Linked DNA regions of Mus musculus: all the other regions are linked to region 3. Evidence: chromatin contacts called from public HiChIP or PLAC-seq and promoter capture Hi-C data. All regions are on one chromosome and are shown on one strand. The core of a region is the stretch at or near the end of the contact, and the rest is flanking DNA. Distances in the headings are between cores, read along the strand shown. Region 1 holds the start of 4732419C18Rik (RIKEN cDNA 4732419C18 gene). Region 2 holds the start of Rab4a (RAB4A, member RAS oncogene family). Region 3 holds the start of Afg3l1 (AFG3-like AAA ATPase 1). Region 4 holds the start of Abcb10 (ATP-binding cassette, sub-family B (MDR/TAP), member 10). Region 5 holds the start of Ccsap (centriole, cilia and spindle associated protein). Region 6 holds the start of Cpne7 (copine VII).

The links. Promoter capture Hi-C pulls out the DNA fragments that hold promoters and counts their contacts. HiChIP or PLAC-seq counts read pairs in DNA pulled down with a chosen protein or histone mark.
Region 1: a contact with region 3 is called in an H3K27ac HiChIP or PLAC-seq map of extraembryonic endoderm stem cells. The contact joins the promoter of 4732419C18Rik here to the promoter of Afg3l1 in region 3. A contact is called at or near these places in 3 of 115 datasets of contacts at active chromatin or transcription factors (embryonic stem cells, extraembryonic endoderm stem cells and pancreatic cancer cells) and 1 of 9 other capture datasets (liver).
Region 2: an H3K27ac HiChIP or PLAC-seq map of extraembryonic endoderm stem cells shows a contact between it and region 3. The contact joins the promoter of Rab4a here to the promoter of Afg3l1 in region 3. A contact is called at or near these places in 1 of 39 promoter capture datasets (neural stem cells) and 1 of 115 datasets of contacts at active chromatin or transcription factors (extraembryonic endoderm stem cells).
Region 4: a contact with region 3 is called in an H3K27ac HiChIP or PLAC-seq map of extraembryonic endoderm stem cells. The contact joins the promoter of Abcb10 here to the promoter of Afg3l1 in region 3. A contact is called at or near these places in 1 of 39 promoter capture datasets (liver) and 1 of 115 datasets of contacts at active chromatin or transcription factors (extraembryonic endoderm stem cells).
Region 5: a contact with region 3 is called in a promoter capture Hi-C map of pre-B cells, with 3 times the contacts expected there. The contact joins the promoter of Ccsap here to the promoter of Afg3l1 in region 3. A contact is called at or near these places in 2 of 39 promoter capture datasets (embryonic stem cells and pre-B cells).
Region 6: a contact with region 3 is called in an HNF4G HiChIP or PLAC-seq map of pancreatic cancer cells. The contact joins the promoter of Cpne7 here to the promoter of Afg3l1 in region 3. A contact is called at or near these places in 1 of 39 promoter capture datasets (embryonic stem cells), 1 of 484 Hi-C or Micro-C datasets (the G1E-ER4 cell line), 3 of 115 datasets of contacts at active chromatin or transcription factors (pancreatic cancer cells, stem cell-derived neural progenitor cells and trophoblast stem cells) and 1 of 9 other capture datasets (liver).

What each region holds. Positions count from the first base shown.
Region 1 is chr8:123,752,421-123,755,506 of GRCm38.p6, forward strand. It overlaps 4732419C18Rik (RIKEN cDNA 4732419C18 gene), which reads right to left and starts at 1,808. Exons shown (of 3, transcript NR_166622.1): 1 at 1,638-1,808.
Region 2 is chr8:123,804,365-123,807,473 of GRCm38.p6, forward strand. It overlaps Rab4a (RAB4A, member RAS oncogene family), which reads left to right and starts at 1,632. Exons shown (of 8, transcript NM_009003.3): 1 at 1,632-1,802. The coding sequence starts at 1,772.
Region 3 is chr8:123,476,264-123,479,325 of GRCm38.p6, forward strand. Afg3l1 (AFG3-like AAA ATPase 1) reads left to right here and starts at 1,599. Exons shown (of 17, transcript NM_054070.3): 1 at 1,599-1,784. The coding sequence starts at 1,647.
Region 4 is chr8:123,981,508-123,984,490 of GRCm38.p6, forward strand. It overlaps Abcb10 (ATP-binding cassette, sub-family B (MDR/TAP), member 10), which reads right to left and starts at 1,615. Exons shown (of 13, transcript NM_019552.2): 1 at 895-1,615. The coding sequence starts at 1,306.
Region 5 is chr8:123,858,137-123,861,026 of GRCm38.p6, forward strand. Ccsap (centriole, cilia and spindle associated protein) reads right to left here and starts at 1,332. Exons shown (of 3, transcript NM_001379289.1): 1 at 959-1,332. The coding sequence starts at 1,274. It overlaps Gm9901 (a long non-coding RNA gene), which reads left to right and starts at 1,319. Exons shown (of 2, transcript XR_388182.4): 1 at 1,319-1,498; 2 at 1,734-2,362.
Region 6 is chr8:123,115,635-123,118,712 of GRCm38.p6, forward strand. Cpne7 (copine VII) reads left to right here and starts at 1,740. Exons shown (of 15, transcript NM_170684.2): 1 at 1,740-2,030. The coding sequence starts at 1,863.

The sequences.
Region 1 (3,086 bases), core at 558-3,057, 280 kb after region 3:
AGATGCTCTTTGGTCAGGCATCTCGACTGCTGTCATCCTTTGTCTTCACAACAGCCTTGCTCACATTGTCCCCTCCAAGTAATAGCAAATACTTCTGTGCTCTGGTCCCTGGGCTAAACAATTAACATTTTATTGATTATGTCACAGCACAATTCTGTGCTCAAATTCATTTCTTGTCAAAAGACATTGCTGCTGGCCCTGGTTTAGAGCTATAAACTATCCAACACGAGCCTTTTTTCTTTTTTCTTTTTTTTTTTTAAGATTTATTTATTTATTATATGCAAGTACACTGTAGCTGTCTTCAGACACACCAGAAGAGGGCGTCAGATCTCATTACGGATGATTGTGAGCCACCATGTGGTTGCTGGGATTCGAACTCAGGACCTTCGGAAGAGCAGTCAGTGCTCTTAACCGCTGAGCCATCTCATCCAACATAGGTTTTATTTCCTGGTTTCATTAAACCTTCCCATGGTTTTCACTAGACTGTGAACACTGACGTTCCTTCCAGTGTGTGGCAGGGCCCTGGAAGCCACCTGATGTGGGTGCACACACACCAGTGTGTACTGTGCTATGCTGTGCTGCAGCAGCGACAGGTAGAGATGCCTTCAGGTGGGACCTAAAAGCCAAGTGGCTTCTGCTGTCTCAGTAGCTCTGATTCATGTGGTTGAGGCAAAACTTCCTGGAGCTCCGATGCTGTGAGGCGACCCCAGGCCATGGAGAGACCCCACAGAAACACACTGAAGAGCAGCTGGTTCAGCTCAGCCTTGGCATCTCCCCAGCCTGATCGCCTGGCATGTAGTTGTCAGAGGGTCTCGGGTCCTGGCACCTAGCCAGTGGCATTCAAAACTGAGGCTTCACATGCTGATGCTGAGTCAGAGCCCAGCCATCCCCACTCCCGACCTTCCAAATTCCTGAGGCACAGAACTCATGGGGTCAACAAAGCAGCCATTGTATTAGACACTAAGTATGGAAGGACTTTGCCGGGCAGCGGGTAAGGACTGCTTCAGTATAGCGTGGATCAAATGATATGGGTGACCTTGTTAGCAGGCCAGCAACTGCCCCAGGGACCATCAAGGTCCAAGTGAAAACACAGCCTTCAAAATAGTATTCAGGCCCATTTGTCCCGAGGAAAAACCCTGGCTTCCTCCTAGAGTTATTTGTGTGTGTGCCTTTTAATTTTCAAGACGTTCTTAAATTATTTATTGAGGCTCCCATTTGTTTCTGGTTAGATTTTAGGCTCTTGGAAGCCAGACCACATCATACTGTGTTCTCCATACACAGGCATAGCACCAGGAGAACTTAGCACCTAGGCTCTGGTCAGCAGGACTCTGGGCCTTGACTACCTAGTTCTGTCACTGCACTCTTTCCTTCTGGCCTGGGAAACTTTGCCTAGGGGGGTTCCAGGAATGGACAGAGCCCAGATAGGTCAGGAGGCCTAGAGTAAAAGCAAGCTCTCAGCTCCCAACAGAGCCTTACCTTACCTAGGACCAGTGCCTTGGAGACTCATTTTAGCCCAAGAACACGACCCTAATCCATCCCAGCGCTGCTCTGAAGTTTCAAAGACAGAACGGCAGAAAAGGCTTTTGTACCTTTCACTCCGAAAATTCACTCCGCAAACGAGCACGCGGCGTTCCTACCTGCTGTGAGCTCCTCTGGAGGACTGCAGATAATAACAGTGATTATTTCCTGTCTGCGTTGCTGAGCCGCTCCCTCCCTAGCTGGTCTTCCTATTTCTATTTTTTGCGCCTTTAAAAGGCAGTCTTCACCCAGCAGCTGGGCAATCTTTTTAATATGCAAATCAGCCTCTCTCCTGTTCCTAATCCACCAGTGATTTCACACTGTGGTTAAAGACCGAGCCGCAGCTCAGGCCTGTGTAGCCGCCCTCTGCCCTTCACCCTCTTGACACACAGCTTCCGGGTCAGTCCTCCAACCTCACCGAGACTCTCACCTCCCCAAGGCGTTTTGCTCGCGCCATCTCTTGTGTAGATCTGTATCAAGTGCAGACCAGTGTATGCGTCAGCTCCCGAAAAGGATTCCTCACCTGGCTTCCTGTGCAGCCTCAGTTTACCACAGTGTCCGTCAATACAAATCCACCACAGACGGTGTGTCTACTCTCGGAGCAAAACAGCCACCACACGGTAGGCTCTCAGCAATCATTTGCTGAAGAATGAATGAATGAATGAATGAATGAATGAATGAATGAATGAGAAACACCCCACAGAGGATATGATGATGAGACGCTGTTGACAGACAGGTAAGGGCTTCTGGGGACCTGAGGCCACACCCTCTTCTCTGGGCGGAATGTTTCCCACGGAGTGAGACACAGCTGAGTGTGCCCGAGGCTTTCAGCCCTCTGGGGTCCTTGGCTGTGATGTCAGTGACTCCCTCAGCATCACATCTGCCTGGACCAGATCATTGTTCCTCTTCCTCTTGACATGCTTCCATGACAACTTACAATTAGGTCGGGCCCTGCCCTCAGAGAAGATTTTAGTAGAGTAAGTCACCACGGGACGAGGAAGAGATGCTGCAGGGCCTTCTACTGCAGCCCATCCCAAGCCAACCCTGTAGCCTGTGTCACTGTGAGAGCCACTCTGCCCGGTAAGGAGCTCAAAATGAATCACCATGACCGGGGCCCAGGTCTCCTCCACCAGCCCCAAAGACAAAGTGGGGCAGGGAAACCAGCCGAGTCTTTCTAAGTCTGTGTGTGACTCAGAGGTCAGGTGCTCCCCTACTGTAGGTCTGTTCTTTGTGGGCTGAGGGGGCTGAGAAAGATAATCTACACTCCAAGAGGACTGTAAGAAGCAGCAGGTGGTGGCTCCTGAGGTTGAAGGACAGGTTCTGGTTGCTCTTTGCTCCCCGATGGAGTCTAGCCACAGGAGGGCCATGAGCATTTGAGACAGCCCTCTGCCATAGATCTTGCTGCAGCTCTTTACCTTCTGCATGACTCCTTTTGTTCTGAGACACGGATCAAAGTTTCAGAGCCTTTCCCACAGGAACCCTGGAATGAACCCCTTGGTATGTTTATCCAAACTGGCATGTTGGGCTGGCGAGATAGCTCAGCGGTTAAGAGCACTGACTGTTCTTCC
Region 2 (3,109 bases), core at 382-2,881, 330 kb after region 3:
TAAACACACCTCTGCACTTGGCAGTTTCTATGCCTCCCTTCTTTCTTTTTTAAAAAAACAAGATCATAGAGTTGTTCCTGCGGTGTACTGGATAGGATCAGAGGCCAAGATAAAATCATAGGTCATAAGAACCAAAAGATTCTTTACTGTATTAAGTCACAAAAGACTAAGACATATTTCTTCCTTTTTGTTTGTTAGTTTGTGTATGAGACAGGGTCTCACAATGCAATCTTGGCTTGCCTAGAACTCAGAATGCAGTCCAGACTGGCCTCGAACTCAGCTCTGCTTGTCTCTTGCCTTCTGAGATCTGGAGTTAAAGGCCCGTGCTACCATGCATGTGCTTTGAATGTAATCGTGTTTGTGGGTGACTCAGAACATTACAGATTTGCATCTGGGAAAGAAAGCTGAGCTCAAAGGTCGCACACTCTCAGGCCTTCAGCGCAGTTCCTTCCTATTTTAACATTCTTTCTTTTTTTTTTTTCCTTTTGTTTTTTTTTTTTGGAGACAGGCTAGATCAGGCTAGCCTCGAACTCACAGAGGTCCACCTGCCTCTGCCTCCCCAGTGCTGGGATCAAAGACTTGCACTACCACTGCTGGGCTATTTTCACATTCGTATATGAAATATCTCTATATCAAATGAATTATTCAGGCAGTCACTCCTGTTATTTTAAAATATATTTACTTATATATTTTTTTGAGTTGTGTCTCTATCATCTTTGTTTTCCCTCCTTGCTGTGTAGCCCAGATAGGCCTTCAACTTGAAACAACCCTGCCTATGCCTCCTGAATGCTGGGATTATAGGCAAGCGACACGATGGTAGACAATCTCAACAGCAAACTTTGCATGCTGTGCCAGCAAGAGACTTCAACAAGATTACGGGATGGGGGCGGGGGCTTCTTTCCCTTCCCACATCTCCTTAATTTTCTGTCATAAAGCACAATAATGAAATATTAGGACAGGCAGCACGGAGGCAGGAGAGAATGTCTGACCCGTGGTAGAGCCTGACAGCGGAGGTTAAAGGTACACGGTAGGCTTCCCACAGCCCAGGCATCTGCTGCTGTGAAGAAGGCAGGATCTTACTTAGGCCCCGGTTTGCTCAGGTGGGTCAAACTCCCGACCCCAATTTGCCTTTCAATAAATGTCCCAACCCTTTTCCTCGGAGGAAGGGGTAGGTTCTGACCTGTATTGCTTCATTAACCGAACACACCTTCGAAATTAGCCTGCAGTAAGAGCCAAGCAGCACTGCTCTGCCCACTAACGTGGTGAGCAGGAGAGTTCTGGTGACCAAACACACCTGCGTGGCTTTCTGCTAGTGAACCCCCTTTCTGTCAAAACAAGCCCTCGGGCGGCCTCCTGTCCACCCTAGCCTGGCAGGTCACTCTTAAGAAAGGCTGAGTCTGTACTGCTAAGCCATCTGGGAGGATCTACGGGCGCAGGCGCCCCCTCCCTAGTCCCGCCCTCCCTCCTTCCTGGTCCCCTCCTTCATCCTCCTTTGCCTTCACCTCCTCCTCCAACTAGGAGCCTCCAACCATTTCTCTTGCCCTCCCTCCTCCCCTTCCCCAGCCCCGCTCCTCCTTCCTCCTGCGACCCCGCCCCTCCCCCTGCTCCGCCGGGCTCCTTCGCCGGGCGGCGGTGCGCAGACGCGGAGCCGAGTCCCGCTGGGCCGCAGCCGGTGGCCGGCTCGCCGTGGGCCCGTTCCCGGCTCTCCACGCTCGGTTCCTCTCGCTCTGCGGAGACTGGAGGACGGACCCCGCGGAGCTGTGGCGGCAGAATGGCGCAGACCGCCATGTCCGAGACTTACGGTAAGACGCGCGGGTTTGCGTACGTGTTTAGAGGGGCAGGCCTTGGGGTCCCGGAATGTTGGGGGCCGGGGTCAGGGTCTCCAGAGCCGGTGTCTAGAATATCGAGATATCCTGCAAACCTCGCGGTGTCAGGAACCAGGCAGAGATATTTAGAGTCTTGGGTGGTTTAGGGTTGGCTTGGGATCCTAGTAATGTCAGCAGCTGGGATCCTGAGAATCTGGGTGTTAGGAGCCAGGTGGAGACACTGAGAATCCTAAAGTGTCAGCGGCTGGGAGGGATCCTGATATTCTTGGGGTGTCAAGGTCGAGCTGGAACTTGAGAATGTCTGGGTGTTTCAGGCTAGGCTGGAATCTTGAGGCTCTAGGGGTATCAGGCGCTGGTCTGGACTCTCTGGCCAGCAGGTGCCCCCTGCTGTGATTCTACCAAGTTCCCTCCCGCTTTGACCCTGGTTTCACTCTACATTTTCCTCCTTGGATTGTTTAAATCTCTCAGGGTTGCAGGAGCCAATTTGTCGTCGATTCTTGTCCTCCTCCCTGCAGCACCAACCGCAGGGATGAAGGCTCAGGGCCACGCCTGCGTTTTGTGTCTCTAGGGGCAGGGTTGTGGGCCTCGGGAGGGTGGGGTGGGGGTGTTGGAATTCCTTTCTTTGCATTGAGATTATAATGAGTTTTAAGTGGATGAATGCTGTCTCTTTTCTGTAGACCCCTGGCCTCGTGTATTTTCCCTCCCTCCCTCTCTCCTCCCGTCCTCCCCTCCAGATATGGTTGCATTATATTACCTTTATAAATACAAATATATGGTCCTCTGATGACCACAGGCCTTGGATATGGAGACATGATTTTTTCATCTTTTTTTCTCCTGCAGCACCCAGCCATTCTCAATGCACGTGCTGGGTGCTCCCCCTCCCCCAGTCGAGGCAAGAATAAACAACCACTACTATGTATGGTTGGCCTGTGCCTGCCAGTCCCTCACGAGACTTGAAACTTTGACGTGGTCTGTGCTCGTCGTCCGAAGGAGGGACTCGCACGGAAAAGCATGACGATCTGTCAGGTTATCTGCAGTTTGTGCCCCTGCTTCCTTCCTGCCACAGGGTGGGGCCAGGGTCTGGCCTGGAAGGCTCTACTCGGTGTACGAGTGCCATGGAAACTTCCCCAAGAGTTTGCGGTCCAACGAGGAGTGGATTTTTAAATTCAGCTGTGACCTTAATGGATAAACAATTAAAAACCAGGCAGCAGGTTCTGAAGGATTCAGCATGGCTGTGTGAGAAAGAGCTGACCTAGATGGGTTAGAGAGGGGCAAGTGGACAG
Region 3 (3,062 bases), core at 349-2,848:
CAAAGGAGATAACGGATGTCGGCCACGAGGCTCGAAAGCTAGGGGTTTTTATGGGGTAAGGGGCTTAGGGGTGTGGAATTCAGCATAGTGACACACTATTGGCTTATTTAAACATTAACAGAAAGATTACATGTTAGCAAAAGGGCATCAGGACTTTGTTCCTGTGGGCTAGGGGCTTATCTTGTTCACATAGCAACCAGTTGATGTATGACTTTACCCGGCATCAAGGGGCAGTGGACAGAGGGGAGGTTCCAGCCAGGTGGTGTTGACCCAGACAAGATAGCCCTGCTTGTACAATCAAGCTGTTCTTAGGAATGTCTTAACAACAGCCCTGTCTGTTCTGCTTTGTTCTCAGCCCCAGGCCACGGGCTCATAGACAACTCTTTTACATGAATCACAAGATACAAAATCTCATTTTCTTTTATCACCATCTCCCACTCCAGCGCGGTATGGTGAGGCGGGAGGGATGCCTCGGCACATCCCTTTCCCTGAGTTATCAGCCACAGGACAGGTATAATGTAGAACAGTTTATTTGGGGGCATGGGAAGGGAGTTGAGAAGGGAGTAGAGGCAGTCAAAGAGAGAAAAGAGAAGAGGAGAGGAGAGGCTGGCCAGGAACCCGTGGAGAGGAGGAAGGAGGGAGGAGTTGGGGAGAGAGGGAGAAAGGGGTCAGGGAGAGAAGAAAGTCTGAGAGAGAGAAGGGGAGAAGGGGCAGAGAGAGCGAAGACATGGAGGGGGGTATGGGAGTAGGGGTCGGGTTGGGAGGGAACAGACCCTTTTATAGCAAGCCAGGCCTTGTTGCTAGGTAACCGTTGGGCGGAGCATAGAAGGACTGCTAACACTATGGGTGACAATGGTCTTCTCCCGGGCATCTGTACCTTTGAAATGTAGTCAAGGTAGAATCTGAGTACACGCAGATGCCACGTGTGTCGTGGACAGCCCCACTGTCCAGAAACTGGTTCATCCTGAACACCCACACCTCCCTAATGCCAAGTCCAAATTGCTAGTCCGCACAACTGCAGGCAAATCAAAACTGGGGTGACTCTATATACCAACCAAGTGCTCTCCCGCAGAGCAATGCCACAGGCCCTCACGCTGCTCCAGACCGTCCCGTCGCTCCCTGCGCATCCGCAGGAATAAAAATGTTGTTAAGTAAAATTAAACAAGGGTCTATGACGTGGATCAATGAGACAAGTCGTGCACCAAATAACAGTTCCTTTGTTCACGATAGGTCTCGAACCACATCTAGTCTGGATGTAAAATACCGGGAGCACCTCCAACCGGTAATACTAGTACCCTCAACCAGGGAGAAGTAGCCTCAAAATTTAATTACGTGAGCCGCGTTACCCCGAGGACCCACCGAAGCCATTGATGTCGTTGACAATGCAAAATTTAAAATACGTCTAAAGGCCCTTGGTGTCTAGGTCAAGTTGGCCGCGGACCATCCGCCATCAGCTGTCAGGCAGCGCGAAGCGACACTCGGGTTCAGGATCCTAAGGAGCACGGCCGCGAACCAGACACCCAAAGAGAGGTCCGAGCCGATGCGGCGGCCAGCTGCGCACGCGCGCCCCCGAGGGCGTGGTGCACTATGATCCGCCTGCTGCGCGTGCGCGCGCCCAGGGGGCGGCGCGAGGTCAGGGCCGGGGGATGTTACTGCGGCTGGTGGGGGCGGCGGGCAGTCGAGCCCTGGCCTGGCCTTTCTCCAAGCTGTGGCGATGTGGCGGATGCGCAGGGAGCGGCGGGACGGTCTGGAGCAGCGTGAGGGCCTGTGGCATTGCTCTGCAGGTGAGCAGGGCAGCGCTGGGGCCACGGGTTCCGGGCGGCGTGGCGGGGGCCGCGCTGGGCGTCGCGGTGACGTCATCGGCCTGCGGCTGGGCCGGGCGCAGCGTCTTCCCGATTTCTGCCTCCGACTCCACTAGTGTCTACCTACGGCTGATCGGAACACTTGAGCGGGTGCGATCTAGCCATTATCCAGTTAGCTATTGCAGGGCCCCACTTAAAAGGTAGTAGCCTTTATTCATTAAGGAGGCGTAGGTCTCCATACTAAGCAGAGAAAGATGGCCACCATGGAATTCCCGCCACTGATGCTTCATTTTTTAGATAGTTTAGCCTTACTAGATATTTTATCACCCCTCACAGGTACATCTGCCAGTAGTAAGGAGGCTCACCACGGCGAAAGGGAATATCCATGCAGATTATCCATCTTCAAATAAATGCGTGTTACCATCACAGGGGCCATACAGCCGTTCTTCCTCAATTCAGTTTTGGTCTTGTTCCCTCTTAATATGACAGTAGTGTGGTGTAACGGTCCATGAGCAAATGTCCATTTACCCCAGCTAGGGCACTCACGATAGGTCAAAATGATTCCATTCCTCTAGCTTTGTGAACCAGTGAGCTTATTGGAATTAAATATGGCCGCACCGGGGAAGGTTACTTAACAGGAGTGACTCAAAAGCAGTTTCATCGATGAAAGGCTCACATACAGGTCACAACGCAAGGCGAACCTACAGTCAGTACCACTGAAGAGGCTCCCTCCCCTCAGCAGTTCTTTCCTGCCTGTAGAACTTTGGGTCTGGGGGCCCGTGGATTTTTTTTTAAGCTTCTGAGCATAAGGTTTATGGGGCTTCTTGAGGCTTAAGAGCTTCCCTCTCTGTAGGGGGGAATCTCTGGGTTTGGAGGAGGTAGCTGCACAGTGGGTCGGGAAAATGCCCTCAGGTTTGTTTCTAGTGCTGTGCATTGCACAGTCATTTCAGGTCATGTCGCACATCCTGTTCCGGTGGGTGACCCGTTGAAGATCAGTCATATAGTGATTGTTATAGACAGTTCTGAGTTGCTGTGGGCCAGTGTCTTTGTGAAAGAAGTACATTGGATGGACTTTGACTTGGTTGGGTGGCTTTTCGTGGCGAGACATCAGAGTGCCCACTCACCCTAGACAGAGCACTGGTAACAGACCAAAGAAAGGTGTTGTGTGACACTGCTCTTAGGGAACAAACATTACCCACGGCAGATAGGGAGCGGGCAACAGACCACGGTAGAGTCCATCTGGTGAACTAGTGAGTTTTG
Region 4 (2,983 bases), core at 365-2,864, 510 kb after region 3:
CAGTCCCCTGTGCCCTTGCTCCACAGGCAACCTGCTCCATGCCCAATAGCCCCCAAAGAGAGTAATTTGTACAGCAAGGGACCCAACAACCTATTTGAAGTCCTGCCTGTTTCAAGAACTGTGTGGCAAAGTCTTTCCTTTTTGCAAAACCCTCATGCCTATCCCATTTCATCTCTGATCCAAACACTTCGCTGCCTGCTAAGCAGGGATTCCCAGGAGCAGGACTCCATGTCAGCTTCCCAAGGTAATCGAACCCACAGGAGGAGGGCACAGTTCATATTCACAGAAGGAATGGAGATTTAGAGCTCTAGCTCTCAGGATGGCTCTGCTCCAACCAGCCTTGCCTGCACCGACTGCCAGACATGTGGGAGTTACAGAATATTGTCACTTAGACCCAGCCAATTCTGATTTCTCTTTAAAAGCCATTTGTCTATCCGGCTGAGTTACTGTCTAGTTCTTTTATGCTGTGGCCAGTGCCTGGTCCTGACCAAGTCACCACTTAGGGAGGTGACAGCCAGCACAAAGCTCACAGTGATCCACTTCATTCTGGGAAATTTTGGTGGTTGCTTGATACTGTGTAACCCTAGCGATGTTATTATTATTACTACTATTATTATAAATGTATACTATAAAGTAGACATGATTTTGGCAAAACTCCTGTTTTTTTTTTTTCTTAAAGGAGGAAACTCTAACTTATTCAGAGAATGCCCCAAAGCAGATGCTGACAAGCTGATAGGGACCAAATATTCTAGTAATAGGCTCAGATGGGGAGTGCCAGCCAGCATCCATAGCTTTCCAACAGGTGTCAGCAGACTTGATCGCCCTTGTCAAGGCCAAGGCCAGGCCGAGGCCCACCGGCCGCCCACTGGCCCACTAGTACCCCCAGGTTCTTACCTGACAGTCTCCCGCGCTCGGGGCGCACCAGCCCTAGGAGCTTCCATACTTCTGAGCGCCCGGTCGCCGCGGGACGCCGCTGCGAGTCGTTCCCAAGGTCTCGCACACCGGTGGCAGCTGCACCCTGGAGCCTGGCGAACAGGGGATGTGCGGCGCGGGGTCCTGCCAGCACCCAGCACCTGCGGGCCCCCGAGGAGGTGGCCCACTGCCCCACGCCGCCAGGCAGCCCGGATAGGGGCGCGGGAAAGCGGAGGCCCGAACCCGGCTTGTGGATCAGAGAGGTCCACGCGCGTACGAGCGGGGTCCATTCAGAAGCCAGCCATATCCGAGAGGAGACGGCCGGGGCCCACGCTCGCACGGCAGGGCCCCGACGCGGAATCAGCAGTAGCGCCCTAGCAGAAGGGGCGCGCATGGCGCTGCGTCTGCCCGGACAGTCTCACCAACCGGCCGGGCCGCACGCCCCGGGACCCTCCCCGCCCGGCCCGAGCACAGGGCGGGGACGCAGCAGCGGCCCGCCCCTCCCGCCCCATCGGGCCAGCGCCCGGGCCGCGCCTTCCGCCGCGTAGGGTCCACCCCTGGGCGGCGACCAGCCGCTAGCTCCCCGGCAGTGCCTTGTCCGGCAGGCAGTCGCCAGCGCCTGCGCCCGCCAGCCGCACGCGGAAGCTTTTTCGCTCTCCTGCGCCCTCCACGACTTGTGAACCTGGAGCGTCCGAGCCCTTTCTCTCGCCGGTCACTGGCGGAGTGCGCATGCGCGGCACTCAGGTCGCCCCTTACGACCTGAGTCTCTTGCTTGAGACCTTTGGGTGCCTTCGCCTTCGTGCGGTCGGCAGACCAAGGAGTCTCCACATCTTGGAGAACTGTGCAATGCAGGAGGTGCCGCAGAGGCCCGGAGAGTAGAAGTGACCCCGAGAGCAGTGGTCTTAAGGACGGCAGGCCGGGAGTATCCTATGGAGGCCTAGGTTGAGGAAGGGGGAAGAGTTTGTGGACTCCTAGATAGTTCACTCGACCAGAGCGAATTCAGCCGCACACGCTTTTAATCCCAGCACATAAGAGGTAGAGACAGGCAGATCTGAGTTCGAGGCCAGCCTAGTCTATAGAGTGAGTTCCGGGACAGCCTGGGCTACATAGTGAGCCCTGCCTTTAAAAAAAAAGGGGGGGGAGGTTGCAAAACAACCTCAACACCAGTATTTTAGTTCAATATATTCCTAAAACCCAACACGAATGGGGGGGGGGAATCAAGGGACAAAACATCAGACTTTTCAAATGCATAATACCCCAGTTCCAACCCTGGAAAAGTCATTTATTAAAATAGGGAGTGGGAGGGTAGTGCAATGTTCAGTTCAGGAGCACCAGGTCCCTGAGTCCACACAGATAAAGGAGAGAGAGGGGGAGAGAGAGAGAGAGAGAAAGAGAGAGAGAGAGAGAGAGAGAGAAAAGAAAGGAAACCAAGCAGTTAGCAGCTGGTTGTAATTTGTTTATCTGCTTTCTGTTTTGTTTTCCTCATGTTTGGCCCAGACATTGAGCACTCCTTGAATCGAGGCAGAGGCAGGTAAATGTGGATCTATTTGAGTTCTAGGCCAGCCTGGTCTCATAGAGAGTCCCAGGATAGCCAGGGGTTACATAGGAAAAAAACCTGTCTCAAAAAGCCCAGTAAAAATAATAACATAAGAATCTTTCATATTTGTCTGGCTCCTGAGATCTCAGCATCGTTGTATGTTTTCCACACTCAGACAAGGGCCTCACCTACATGTGAAGTTACGAGGTGGAGGGGGTGAACAACACCGTGAGTGAGGTTAAGTCTGCCTTGAGCAAATTGGAGATGTGGGAAGCAGGCATGTCCTTTAAAATCCAGCCCTGAGGCCCAAGAAGACTTGAGTTTTCTTCCCATCAGTGCAGGAATTATAAGCCCCAGGGAGTCACAGTGTGAACTACACCCCAGCCACACTCAGCAGGACCCAGGTTCCTGCCCAAGCTCCAGGAGCACTTCCTGTTCCTTCCTCTTGGACCCCAGCTGAGCATCGTTAAGGAAGGAATGGCCTCCAGGCTGGCAAGAGTAGCCACTTTCTGAAAATTATTGTTATTATTTTTT
Region 5 (2,890 bases), core at 82-2,581, 380 kb after region 3:
CTCGTCCCAATAAAAAAAAACCTCACAGTTAGCAAGGGCTCAGTTTTCATATTAATACCTGGGAGACATGCTCACCGCCCCCACCACCTTCTGCCACTTTCCCTAATTTCTAACCACATCACTGAAGCATCAGAATGGTCGTCATAAGCGACCAGATGACACAAGGCGGCCCAGCCATGCAAGAACTGAGAATAGGCAAACATAGTAACCAAGAGCAGGGAAATCCGACCCTTTCAGACTCCGACCATGGATCCCAAGCTCCCATGGCTTTGTTTACAAAACTGAGATTAAAAACAAAGGGCCCATCATATGACTTTGAAGGTCGAATGAGAAAATACATATTCCTAGACCAGTCACTGAGAAATAACTTTTTCACCACTGGACTCTCAGAAGAGTTCAGAGAGGTGGCTGGCAACCATAGTGATCTACAGTTGTACTGAAGTACTGCCCTGAGTCCAGGCAAACCCCAGGGCTCTCTGCTGACAGCCCCACTCCGCAACGGCGGGAAAGTGGCTCACAGCGTATACAAAGAGGGGTTCGTCCACAAACAAACGCATACCATTCTTCAGAGACAGCGAGACCAGGCCTTCAAGGCGTTCACACTGACAACCATGACCCCATTATGACAGCTCGGGCGTTCTTAACTTCAGTCGGTCATCTTTGGAATGAAAAGCTCCTCTCGCCAAACAGGATGCGCAGAAACAAACAGATCCGCCATCTGGTGGATCGAGGGCTCACTGAGCGGGCCACTGCCTGCGACCAAGGACCCCAACCAGGGTCATATGAGTTGGAGGTCATAAAGGGCTCCGCCAAGAGTCACCAAATTAGGGAAACCTGGGGTGGGAAGGTGGAAATGCGGCCCGCACCTTCCCCGCTTAGTTCAGCAAGCGGATTCTGTCAACCCCAATTAAACCAAAACAGGAAGCGCTGAGAACGGAGCAACGCGCTGTGCCCGTACCTGGTAACACTGTGTCCTGCTCCTCCGCGTCCCGCAGCTCCGCGCCGCGCTCCCCCACCGGCTGCTCCTCCTCCCGCGCGGAGGGCGCCGAGGGCTCCCCTAACGCGCCCCTGGGGGCCGGACTGGGTGAAGCCGAGCTGTCCGAGGGGCTGTCCGGGCCCCAGGCGTCCCAGAGCCAGGGCGCGTGCGCTTGCTCCAGCAGCCGGCGGCCCAGGCGGTAGCGCAGCAGCTCGCGGTAGCACGGCGCGTATTCGTCCCAGCGCGGCTCCCGATAGCGCTTCATATACTCGCTCTTCACCCCGCTGCCCGGGGACATGGTGCCGCGCGCCGCCGACTGCCTGCTCCGCGCTGCCGCCTACGGGTGCGACGGACTCAGAGGCGCGGCCCGCCGCGCGGTTCAAACCCGGAGCCCCGCCCGGACTGGAGGGCGGAGGCTGGGGCAAGGAGGGGCGGAGAGGGGGCGGGTCTGTGACGGGTGTTTCTGGGAGAGGGCGTTCCTAGCGGGGGCGGAGTTCCGGGCTGGGAAGGCCCCTAGTTCAGGTAATAGCGGGGGCGGGGTTTCAGGAGGGATTCCAGGCGACGCGACCTATCTAGATGGAATGATAGGTGGTCACCAGGGGTCTGCTCCACTCGGTAGAGGTGGAGACCACCGGACTCAAGGTGACGGGACAGGGGATCTTAGGTCCCCAGACACCCTCCTGGGCGAGGAGTCGGGGACTCTAGGAGCAGCGTCCTTACCTCCTGCCTGTTCTATCCTCCGCTCTCCGGAGGTCAGCTGAGATCGTGGCGCAGCAGCTATAGCGCGAACAGCGTTTCTCCTTGCGCGTCCTCCACCAAGATGTCGCCGATGGAGCGGTGGCTCCGCGGTCCTACAGCAGCCGGAGACGAAGGCGCCGCCCTAGCCTGAAGCCTGCACCTCCCCGCGCGCCCGCCGGGCCCCCGCCCGCTCCTGCGCCCGCGCCTGGGGCGCTGCTGTGAACCCCCAGCTCGTTCGCCCACTCGCTACTGGGGGCCTCGCGAGGAGGCTTCAGCTCTAGATGCAACCTGAGCAACCAACACCTAGCCGAGGACCAAATCCTGTGTCCCGATTCCTTCCTCTTTTCACAACGCCCGGGTTCTCAGGCCTTAGTGATTTTTTTATTGTTGTTGTTAATGATGTTGTTGATGTTGCTATTTTAATACATTTCCCTCCTCTGCCCCCTTTTTGAGACAAATCTCATGTTACCAAGGCTGGTCTAGAACTCATTCCAGAGCCCAAGCTGGTCTTGAACTCCTGATCCTTCTCCGCCAACCTCACAAGTGCTGGAATTAGCAGGTATGAGCCGCCTCACCTGCCCTTGCCTTTTATAACTTACTAGAGGCCAACTTTTGTAAAAATAAATAAATAAAATAAAATAAAGCCTAGGGCCTGCTCAAGGACCTGGTGCAAATGTTTGGCTTGGGCTCTAATGGACAGGGTCGCAGGGTTGTTACTGTTGCAATCCTGCTCTACAGATGGCTTTTGTAAAAGGAAGCATTGATGCAATCGCTGCAGAAAGATTTGAAAGGACAGGCATCCAGGAAGGATCACACTAAAAAAAAAAAGAAAGAAAGAAAAAGAAGGAAGGAAGGAGGAAGGAAGGAAGGAAGGAAGGAAGGAAGGAAGGAAGAAAAAAAAGTAGGTCCCAGCGGGATGTTTCCAGGAAGCAGATCACTTTGGGATTTCTGCAGTTCAGTTGAACTATTCCCATGTGTCTACACCTGCCTGGACCCGTTCTGAACATAGGACGCTAAGGCTGAAGGGTGTTCACAGCCTAGGTGGCTGCTCTGAGAACCTGAACTGATTAGTCTGATGGTACTGTTTCTGGAGGAGACAGAAATGACCACAGCCGCTGCTGAGATTCCCACAGAGGCCAGGCCCCTTCCCCTCCCCGTCAACAAACCTCGGGACCT
Region 6 (3,078 bases), core at 490-2,989, 360 kb before region 3:
CTTTCTGTGTGTACTTGTACGGAAATCAGTTCTCTCCTTCTACCAAGTGGGTTCCAGAAGGTTGTGAGTCTTGGCAGCAAGCCCCTTGTACACTGAGCCATCTTGTCAGCCCATGCTAAATCCTTTGGTGGCTCTTTCTTTGGGATGCAGCTGTTGAACAGGGCCACAGGTAACGCTGTCCAGCATCTGCCTAGCGCTCAGTGTTGGAGGAATAAGTGAGTGGACATTCCGTGACATCAAGGCAGCAAGTCTGCCTGGGGATCTGGGAACAGCCCAGAGGGCAGTGACCTGGAAGTCCTGTTGGGGAGTCCAGGGGCCCTGTGGGCACTGCTGGTCCTTTGTGGGGCTGGGGATCTGCTTTGAGCCTCGCTCTTTGTTTGGATTTCGCATTCTCTTTGCTCATGGTAAGTGCTGAGTGGCCAAGAGGTCCAGGGTCTGACCCAGAATGGAAGAATCCCAGGGAATCCTAGGCTCTGGGACAACCATGAGTCCTTGTGAACAGAAAGCCACAACTACAACCCCACAAGCAACAGTGAGCTACAGATGGGTTCTCCCAACCCTACAGGACTGAGAGACCCAGAGCTACCCAGGCTGGACTTAGCAGAGGGAAGGGCCCTGACTGGGGCCAGCTTTGGAGGAGGATGGTTCAGAACAGCTGGGGAAGCAGGATGGTGATAGGTGAGCCTCAGGAAATGGAGATTAGATGCTGCAGCCCATAAGCAGAAGCGTGGCTAATGGGAGGGATATGTCCCTGGTCCAAGCTGGCGGAGGAGGTGTTGTCCCCACAATACCCTTTGAGTTTACCACTTCATCGAAAGCTACGCTACCTCCCACACTCTCCTCCCACCGTCTTGTATATCCCTGTCTTGGTGTTAACACCATTTTGACCCCAGACTCTTCAGGAGTCTTGTTTGTTGATGCTGAACACACCACATCTCGCAACGCCCCCACAGGCATATACATCCCGCTCTATACTCCGGATCTCTCGCCCCCTTCACCTCAATCCCCGCCCCAGCCGTGGCTTTGGGTCCGGTTTCTGCCCTATATTTAGGCAGAAATTGGCAAAGAGAATGGGCTGAGGGTGATTGCTGTCGGAGCCAACACCTCCTCTTCCGAGTGCCTTTCTCTGGGAAGGAGAGGGATGGTACAAGAGGGAGGGGGTAACGAAGCCTCGCTTCCACCTGGGGGAATGGTTGTGGACAAGCCCGGTAAGAGTGGCCGGGAGAGAACGCTCCTAGTCCCTCTCTGACCCTCAGCCATAGACCAGAGATCGATGACGAAACTCTTCTTGCCTGCCCCTGGCCTACAAATTCTGAGAAACAGGGACACCCTTCCTGCAGCCAGTGAGCGCCGGTCGAACAGTGAGAGCCCATTAACTTGATCATTGGTTTAGGTGACAATCCCAAAAGGGACATGGGCTTTGGTGTGACTCTGGGGTGGCTAGTGCCTCTCTCGGAGGCTGTCTGGACGAAGCAAACCCGATGCCTAGGTTCGATCAGTGCGGAGCCTCCAGAACCGATGGACTCTATAAAGAGACCACAATCCCATAGCCTGCGTGCAACCCAGACCCTATCTCTCCGCTCCAGTGAGGGGATCGAAACCCCTCTTCAAGGGGCGGCTCTCCGGGCTATCTGCTCCCTTCCAGGTCCCTGTGGTTTTCTCCGGTGGCCCCACCCAGGCCCCGCCCCTTCGCGGTCCCCTCCATCCCTTCCCCGCTGCATCGCCGCCCTACAGCCCCCGCTCTGTGGCGGCCGCCCGAGACACGTGTGCCCGCGCCCGGCGGGCGTGCGGGGAAGCGCGGCCACGCCTGGTCCGGCCACCATTTCTCCGGCGCCCACCGGTTCGAGTGCGGAGCCTGAAGCATGAGCGGCGACTCGGAGCGCGCGGTGGCCCCGGGGGTGGTGCCTGCACCCTGCGCCTCGAAGGTGGAGCTGCGGCTGAGCTGCCGGCACCTGCTGGACCGGGACCCATTGACCAAGTCCGACCCCAGCGTGGTGCTGCTGCAGCAGGCACAGGGCCAGTGGCTACAGGTAGGGCGGCCAATGACCGGGAGCTGGGTACCTGAAGACCTAAGTGTGAGTTGAGATTTGGGGTGCTGGCAAGGGTGTTCTGAAACTGGGGCTGCCGGGGCAAAAGAGGAGGTGTCCACCTGCTGCGAGGAAGGGCATAGCAACGGGAGCAGCGGCAGAAAGGAACCTCGGTGGAAAAGTGCTTAGAAGTACAGCCGAGGGTCTCAGCCTGGGATTGTCGAGCAAGAGTGAAGCGCCCAGGCTAGACTAAGGAGCGCAGGAGGGAGTGCAGCTCAGGAGTGGGGACGCTGCCTGAGGCAGGTATAGGGACTGTCTAAGGTCACAGGGTCCCACCTTTATTGGCTGCAGCAGCCATGAGCTTCTCGCCAGTGAAAGCAGCGTCAGTGATGTTAGGGCTGCGAGCTAGACATGCTGGTTGGGTAGAATGGAGCTGGCCCCGGGCGGCACAGGGACTCCATCGCTCAGATTTAAGACGCCCTGGTTAGAGGACTCTCCACCCTACAACCTGTCTCCTCACTGCGATTTAGGAGAAATCACAAATTGCGTGCGTGCGTGTGGCTACGGTTGAGGACTGAAAGCCCCTCCCCGCTCCTTAATGCCCCCTGCCGACCCAGATCTGAGTACCTGTTTCCAGCATGGGGTTTTTCCACTGGCCACCCATAAACCCGGGGTAGCCAGGGTCTTCAGAAAGTGGGCTTCCCCGTAGTCACCAGCTCCCATTAGCCCCCAGAAGGGTACTGCCCCTGTTCTGGGGTAGTGTCAGGGTTCTGCCCATGTTCTGGGCTGCTGTTTTATATAGCCCGTGTTGTAGTGTGTATAAACCACTTTCTCAGTTGCCAACTCCCATGGGACTGGCTTTGTCTCAAGAGTGGGAAACAGGGGCACACCTTAGTTGGAAGGCCTGACAGGCATAAAAGACTTGAACCTGAGTCTCTACTCAAGCAGGAGTGTCCCCCCTTCCCCCAACAGCAGCTCTGAGCCACCACTTGGCTGTGGCAGTCATATGCAGGAAACATGGGAGGAGAGCCAGGAAAGAGGTATCAGATAG